2 separate regions of the Hordeum vulgare genome follow, and region 2 is linked to region 1. The links are chromatin contacts, called in public Hi-C maps. All regions are on one chromosome and are shown on one strand. Each heading gives the region's core, a stretch centred on a gene start, on an enhancer-like site or on the middle of the called end of the contact. The rest is flanking DNA. Distances are from core to core; before and after follow the strand shown.

Region 1 (3,776 bases), core at 446-2,945:
TTCCGGCGAGCGCTTCAGGGTGGAGCGCATGGGGCACGTCGTGCCGTCATTCATGTTGACCGCGGTCCCAAGCAGTGCGTGCGGGATGAGCAGCGGTCAGCACGGTAGCGGCATGGCGGTGGCTGTAGTGCCAAGTGGCGGCACAACACACATACGTGGCTGTGGTATAAGTCTTTCTATTGGTTCCACTAATGAATTACATATGAATGTATATAGATATATTTTAAAATATAAATTTATTTATTTTATTTCGTATGTAGATCTTTAGTAAAATATCTTAAAAGACTTATATTTAGCAACTGAGGGAATATGAGTGTGCAGGGAACATCTGAGCTCGGACAATAGTGGGCTGCGGTTTTCATGGAGCAGCCAGTAGCGCGACCATGGCGTGAGTTGGCCAGCAGGGCAACTAGCTGCATGAGGGCATGCGGCGTAGAAGCAGAGAGGGAGGTAGGGATGAAAAGTGGGTCCCATTTAAACCCACTTATTATATAGTATTTTAAAATTTTGTTTTTTTCCAAGGAAAATAAACTGTGAAGCTAAAAAAACTAAATAAATGGGACTTGTGGTTGTCACTTATTTACCATTTACATCCCTAGAGGGAGGAACGCAAGCAGTAGTACAATGGACACTGTTTTTCTCTCCGTCGTCTCTTAGCTTATCCATGAATGTCCATGAAGACAGGAACGGAGCGAGTATTTGAACATGAAAGAGCGAAGGGATGGGAACACATGAACCATGGCACAAAAGAATTTCAAGTCTTAAATATTATAGCAATTAATATCAAACACATACAAGAAATTTATTTATTTTGAAACGGACAAGAATATTTTTTAAACATTAAACAAGGCTACATTTTTACTAGTTTAAACTATCTTTGACCCCGACCTGGCCGATCGAACAAATCAATAATTTTATAAACATTAAACCTCACAACTATTTCCTTCCCAGTGTATACCACCATGTAATATTGAAGAAAACTGCCACCCATTTTATTTCAAAGATGCCGTTTGATTAGTTTGATTGCTAAAAACGCACCATATTTGCAATTGAGACAGAGAGAGAGAGACGACCAATTGCAGTAATCTACCGACCATTGTATCTGCAGAAGTTTTGGCATCTATCTCTGTGATTGGATTTCCATCTTCAACATTAGTTTGCTTGGCGGTGTCTTTCTCTTCCTGATCTATGCAATTCTAGTAGTACAAAAAAAGATACATAATCAGTTAACTGATCTGATAACCAACAAAATGCACAAACTACTAACAATTGATTGATTAGTTTGTGTGATCAAAATGACACTAAAATATTATGAATCTATAAACAATATTACATCTGGCTCGATCGGAGCAAGTTAGAAATTGGGTGTGGCGCCGCCACCCGGCTGATCATTGTCACGTAGAATTGAACTGGATTGATGAGCGACAGCTTTGCTAGGCATGCAACGTCAATGACATGGAAGCCCAGCGGACGGCGATGATGTTCAAGTGCTCCATGAAGTCCAAACCCTAGCGGCCTAGCGTATGGTGGGCAGCGTCAACACGAAATAGGTCTAGTCTTATTTTTGAATTTATGACGAAGTTGCATGCAGGTGTGTGAAGCCAAAGCAAAAGTGACAAAACGGAAGGCCGTGGAAACTCGGCTTCGCGAGAGTTCCAGCCAACAGAGCAACCCCCACCCTTACAATCGAGGCCCCACTTGCAGCCGCACATGACATCACTGAAGTACTGGCACAACAAACCCCACAAGAGCACAAAGCCCCAGCAGTCAGCAGAGAACAACATAGCGGCACGCAACACGCAACACGCAGCAAAGCGCCGGTGCCGCTTCCCCAGGACCCCAGGTCACCAGCCACCTCCTCTCTTCTCCAGCAGCAGCGGCAGCCTCGCCACGCGCCGCGCGCGCGCAGCAACCGGCATGGCGATGTCTCGCGCCGCCGCGGCCGTCCGGCAGCGCCGACGCGTGCCGCTCCTGCCCGCGGCGAGGTCCATGGCGTCGTGGTTCGGGCACGTGGAGCCGGCCCCCAAGGACCCCATCCTCGGCGTCACCGAGGCCTTCCTCGCCGACCCCTCGCCGGACAAAGTGAACGTCGGCGTCGTACGTGTCTCTTTCTCCCTCTCTCTCTCTCTCTCTCTCTCTGCTTCTCTTGGCCCGCATGCCCTGCCACAGCTGCGTTTCTCGCGGTGTGCCGCGACCGAAATGGGTGGGTGCCGATCGTAGGGGCTGATGAGTGACGCCTTCTTCCTGTTGTGCCGCGCGCAGGGCGCGTACCGGGACGACGCCGGGAAGCCCGTGGTGCTGGAGTGCGTGCGCGAGGCGGAGCGGCGAATCGCCGGGAGCACCAACATGTGAGATCTCGCTGTCCGCCTTTCCTCTGGTCTCTCTTGGCCCTTGCTTTTCCTTTAATGCGGTTGTGGGTGCAGTTCTCTTGGTCCTGGGGAGTGAGCAATTGATTGATGATGAATTGACGTGGACGAAAGCTTAGCTTTATGATGCATGATGCATGAAGCCTGCATTGCCCTGCAGTCTTGTGATAATACTTCGACAATTCTACTGTGTGGATTTTTCTTGGACAATAAGTACGCACATTTGTCGATTTCGCTATCGAGAAATTATTGATAGGATCATAACGCACTTCCAGGCAGCCGTGTCTAATACAGCATTTGGAAGTTTCAATCTAGCTTTTGTGCACAGCACCTTGAGAGTTCACAGTTCTTTTTGGAGGGGTTTCCTGTAAAAGGGATTATTGAGTTCCAGCTGTGCAATTAAAAATAAATAAATAATAATAATAATAATAATAATAATAATAATAATAATAATAATAATAATAATAATAATAATAATAATAATAATAATTGGAGTTCAATGGTAATGGAATGCAATTTTAGTGCATGAACGAACGATTATCATGAGTTCTCAAATTCTTTTCCTGACGAAATTTGTGAAACAGGGAGTACCTTCCGATGGGAGGAAGCGTGAAGATGATTGAGGAATCGCTGAAGCTGGCATACGGGGAGGATTCTGAGTTCATCAAGGACAAGAGGATCGCGGCAGTGCAGGCTCTTTCGGGGACTGGTGCATGTCGCCTCTTTGCAGATTTCCAGAAGCGCTTCTTGCCCGATTCACACATCTACATTCCTACTCCTACATGGTCAAAGTGAGTTAGGATCCATTCTACTTTGACTGTCTCATATCCATGCATGCCGTGGCATGACACCTAAATTTTTGGTTACAAGTCTCCAGTAGGTTACCAAAAACAATTCAGAGTCCACACTGAGCGTAGTCGTAGTGCACTTGCATTGCAAAATTTCAAATGTTGGCACCCTCTGACAATAGCTAACTGTATGAACCTGTTCAGCCATCACAACATTTGGAGGGATGCCCAGGTACCACAAAGTGCATTTGCCTACTACCATCCAGAATCAAGAGGACTGGACTTTGCAGGCCTGATGGATGATATCAAGGTATTTTTGTTAGTGATGAACATTTTTACAAGTGCTGTAGAGTGTAGACACGACTGATCCTTCCAGTAATATTGTTACAAAAGTAATTGTAGTTTGCTGTGATTTGGCACAGTAAAGCTCCCACTTTCTGTGGGTGTTTCTGTCTTGTTAACAGCTTATCTGTCACTGATTCAGAATTGTGTTTTCTTACACATGCAGAAAGCTCCAGAGGGTTCCTTCTTTTTGCTTCATGCATGTGCTCACAATCCCACGGGGGTTGATCCTTCTGAGGAACAATGGAGAGAGATATCTCAACAGTTTAAGGTACAGATG
Region 2 (3,776 bases), core at 489-2,988, 250 kb after region 1:
GTTGACTCGCTGCAGTCCGTCGGATGGAGAGCGGATGGTGGATCGTGGGCCACAGGGCACAGGGCAGGGCACGGGATCTCAGTCTGTCCCAAATACGTACGTAGTAGCGATTCAGAGCGCATGAGGTGGAGCCAACTTGTTGAGAAATCATCCTGGCAGTTGCTATCGTTGCTACCCAGTGTCCGCGTTCCTGCATGCAAATGTCTTCAGACATGCGGTCACGCAGTGTTGTTCCCGACCGAGTTGGGGCATACCAGAACTGGTCATCCCCATCAGGCAATCACAACAATAGTTGAGGCACCGAAGCCGTACAGTGACGAAGAGGGCCGACAAGTTTGCCTGCCCCGGTGCGCGGTGCGGCAGCAGCAGGTTTGTGCGATATCGAGTTGTGGAGCAGCGAAGCACTCGCAACAGACAGGGTGGGCGGCCGGCACATGGATGCGCGTACAGCGTACTTGCAAAAACGGTCTCTCGTTTCGTGGGTGGCGGCCAGCGCGCGGCTCGCGGAGACGCGTGCCCAGCCCATCGAAAGTGCGTTTGTATCCAGAGGTAACTACTGTGATCAGTAGTGCCTGGACAGATTTGTTCATGGGAGTGCTAGGCATCCATTGATGGATTTATAGATCATCCACCATCCTTTTAGCCGTCTGATGTATACGGGCGTACCGTCTGATCATCAGCTCGGTCGTCTCCGTCCATCACATAAAATTCTGAACCAACGCTCCAGTTGCAAAAACATGCACGCTGCTACGCGTCCGGCTGACGGGTTAAAAAGTGACTGACGGATCTTTTGCAACATAAATTATGTTGCAAAAAATTTTTTTGCAACAAAGAATATGTTGCGGAAACGTTCGTATATTTTTTTTGCAATAAAATTTGTTATGGAATATTTTCCGCAACAAGAATCGTGTTGCAGAAACTTTTGCAACGTAGGTCAGGCTGCAAAAAACTTTTGCAACGTAGGTCAGGCTGGAGAAAACTTTTTGCAACAAAAGATATTTGTTTCAATTTTTTGAAACAGAGATCAAGTTGCGAAAACTCGCCATTGCGTCTACTTGCACTAGTGTCGTCGCGTCAATCGCAACAACACCGTTGTTGCAGAAACTCTGCAAAATTTTTCGAGGGATGGGGCTCGAGCTCGGGGCCAAACCAAGAAGGAGACTTAGGGCGCCGGAGTTTAGGACGTCTGCATCAGCACCGAATTGGTTTTGTCCAATACAGGACACGCGTCTGGTGGAATCCATCGACTGATGGTAAGAGTTTTCCTTTGTTCATCGATCCTAATCGGGCTTATAGAAATTTCAGTGCCGAAGCAAAGACCAGCTCTCAACCGAAGGCACTCACTCACCCACGTACTGCTCTCAGAGCAAAAGCCGCTGAAATCCAGAGCCAAGGCGCCGCTTTTCACCATGTTCCGAACCTCCGCACACCACGCAAAGACGGGAAGAAAGCGAGGGCAAAGCGACGATGCCCCCGGTCGCGCTCCGCCTTTGTTCCCCAAAGGAGAGGACCGACCCTACCCTACCCTACCCCATAGCCGCCCGATCGCCCGTGCTGGACACCACGCGCGCACCGTGGTGCGCCGCGCACACACGCAACCAGCTCTCCATTTCTCCAAGAGGCCACCATGCATGCATTCTCGTCAACCAGCCAATCACCCAGTGCGCCTCAAATCACGTTACGTGCGTTCAGATTGGTACACTACACAACTCAGACCATCACCACGACCAGCAGCCGCTATAAGTGCACTGTTATCTACCGTCTCTCTCTGCCACATCCGTTACTGAAGGCAGCCGCTCTACGACTGCGTGTGCTCTGTTTTTGTCGTAGTAGCTGAGCTGAGAGGGCCGAGATGGGTTTCTTGGTCGCCGCCAGCGCCAGGAGCTACGTCGTTGCTGCTGCTCTCCTCTGTGTGATCCTTCCTTGCCACGCGAAGCTCTCCACCAGGTTTTACGCCAGGACGTGCCCGAACGTGGAGGCCATCGTGCGGTCGGTGATGGCGCCGGCCGTCGCCGGGGAGCCGCGGATGGGCGCGTCCATCATCCGGCTCTTCTTCCACGACTGCTTCGTCAACGTGAGTCCGTCGCGTTTTCTCCTCGTCTCTGCCTCGCCGGCTACCTCCCTGAGCTTGAATTAATACGCGTGCGCACGTCTGTTTGTTTACATGCACGCACAGGGGTGTGACGCGTCGATCCTCCTGGACGACACGCCGACCTTCACCGGCGAGAAGAACGCCGGCGCGAACGCCAACTCCGTGCGCGGCTACGAGGTGATCGACGCCATCAAGGCGCGCGTCGAGGCGGCCTGCAAGGCCACCGTCTCCTGCGCCGACATCGTCGCATTGGCAGCCCGCGACGCCGTCAACCTGGTGAGTGACTGCACGTCCCGGTCCGCCGGCGGTGCTGCACCTTGACCTTTTCAGCTCGCAGTGTGTCGCTAACGCGAGGTGATCTGCACGGCATGCATGCAGCTGAGGGGCCCGAGCTGGAACGTGCCGCTGGGCCGGAAGGACTCGCGCACGGCGACCCAGAGCGCCGCCGACGCGAACCTCCCGGGGCCCGGCTCCAGCGCCGCGTCGCTCGTGTCGGCGTTCGCGGCCAAGGGGCTCTCGGCGCGCGAGATGACGGCGCTCTCCGGCGCGCACACCGTGGGGCGGGCGCGCTGCGTCGTCTTCCGCGGCCGCATCTACGGGGAGTCCAACATCAACGCCACCTTCGCGGCGGCGCGGCGGCAGACGTGCCCGCAGGCCGGCGGGGACGGCAACCTCGCGCCGTTCGACGACCGGACGCCGGACGCGTTCGACAACGGCTACTACACCAACCTGGTGGCGCGGCGCGGGCTGCTGCACTCGGACCAGGAGCTCTTCAACGGCGGGTCGCAGGACTCCCTGGTGAGGAAGTACAGCGGTAATGGCAAGATATTCGCCGGCGACTTCGCCAAGGCCATGGTCAAGATGGGTGGCCTCTTGCCGGCCGCCGGGACGCCCACGGAGGTCAGGTTGAACTGCAGGAAGGTTAACTAAGGATTGCCTGTTTCTGTTTGTGACTAAGATCACAAACTTGATTAACATCACCCACACAATTTATGTGACCGGCTAACGCGAGCAGGAGTATTATATCTTAATCAGATTGTGTAGTTAGTTATGTGCTTCTTCAGGAAAATGAATTGCGGAGTGCATTCTACTTTTCGGACTGAAACATACAGGAGGTGTTTGGTTCGTGAATTTTGACCCGTAACCTGATTACAGCGTAACTTCAAAACGTTACGTGTGTTTGGACCACATGGGCTGTAATCCGTTTCCGTGTAATCCAATTACATGGCTACTCGCCGCCGATACCGCCCACCCTATTCCGAAAACGGTTTCCTTTACTGACGTATTCTGATTTCATTACCATTTACATTACAGTTTCTGAACCAAACACCTTCACAGTATATAGTACTCGTAGGAGATTAAGACAGGAGAGGAAAAGTAATACTACATCAAAGGCATTTGGGAGGATACGCTTGTCAAAAGTGAAAACCCGAACCTACTCCCTCCGTTCCTAAATATAAGACCTTTTAGATATTGCACTATGAACTACATACGGATGTACATAGACATATTTTAGAACGTAGATTCATTCATTTTGCTCTGCATGTAGTTTTCTAGTGTAATCTCTAAAAGGTCTTATATTTTAAAACGGAGGGAGTAGAAGACAAAATAATTTGCATCACACCACCACATCTCCTGGCCTGGTTATCACTTGTCGGTGAGCTCGCACCAGTGCCGTAGTGCA

The links. Hi-C and Micro-C count contacts between places; a contact is called where the count stands out from the background.
Region 2: a Hi-C map of seedling shows a contact between it and region 1, with 4 times the contacts expected there. The contact joins the promoter of LOC123410314 here to the promoter of LOC123412692 in region 1. A contact is called at or near these places in 2 of 6 Hi-C or Micro-C datasets (leaf and seedling) and 1 of 1 datasets of contacts at active chromatin or transcription factors (embryo).

What each region holds. Positions count from the first base shown.
Region 1 is chr7H:521,107,381-521,111,156 of MorexV3_pseudomolecules_assembly, forward strand. It overlaps LOC123412692 (aspartate aminotransferase, mitochondrial-like), which reads left to right and starts at 1,696. Exons shown (of 10, transcript XM_045105634.1): 1 at 1,696-2,097; 2 at 2,263-2,348; 3 at 2,951-3,157; 4 at 3,359-3,464; 5 at 3,663-3,767. The coding sequence starts at 1,711.
Region 2 is chr7H:521,361,749-521,365,524 of MorexV3_pseudomolecules_assembly, forward strand. LOC123410314 (peroxidase P7-like) reads left to right here and starts at 1,739. Exons shown (of 4, transcript XM_045103244.1): 1 at 1,739-2,074; 2 at 2,177-2,368; 3 at 2,471-3,013. The coding sequence starts at 1,853.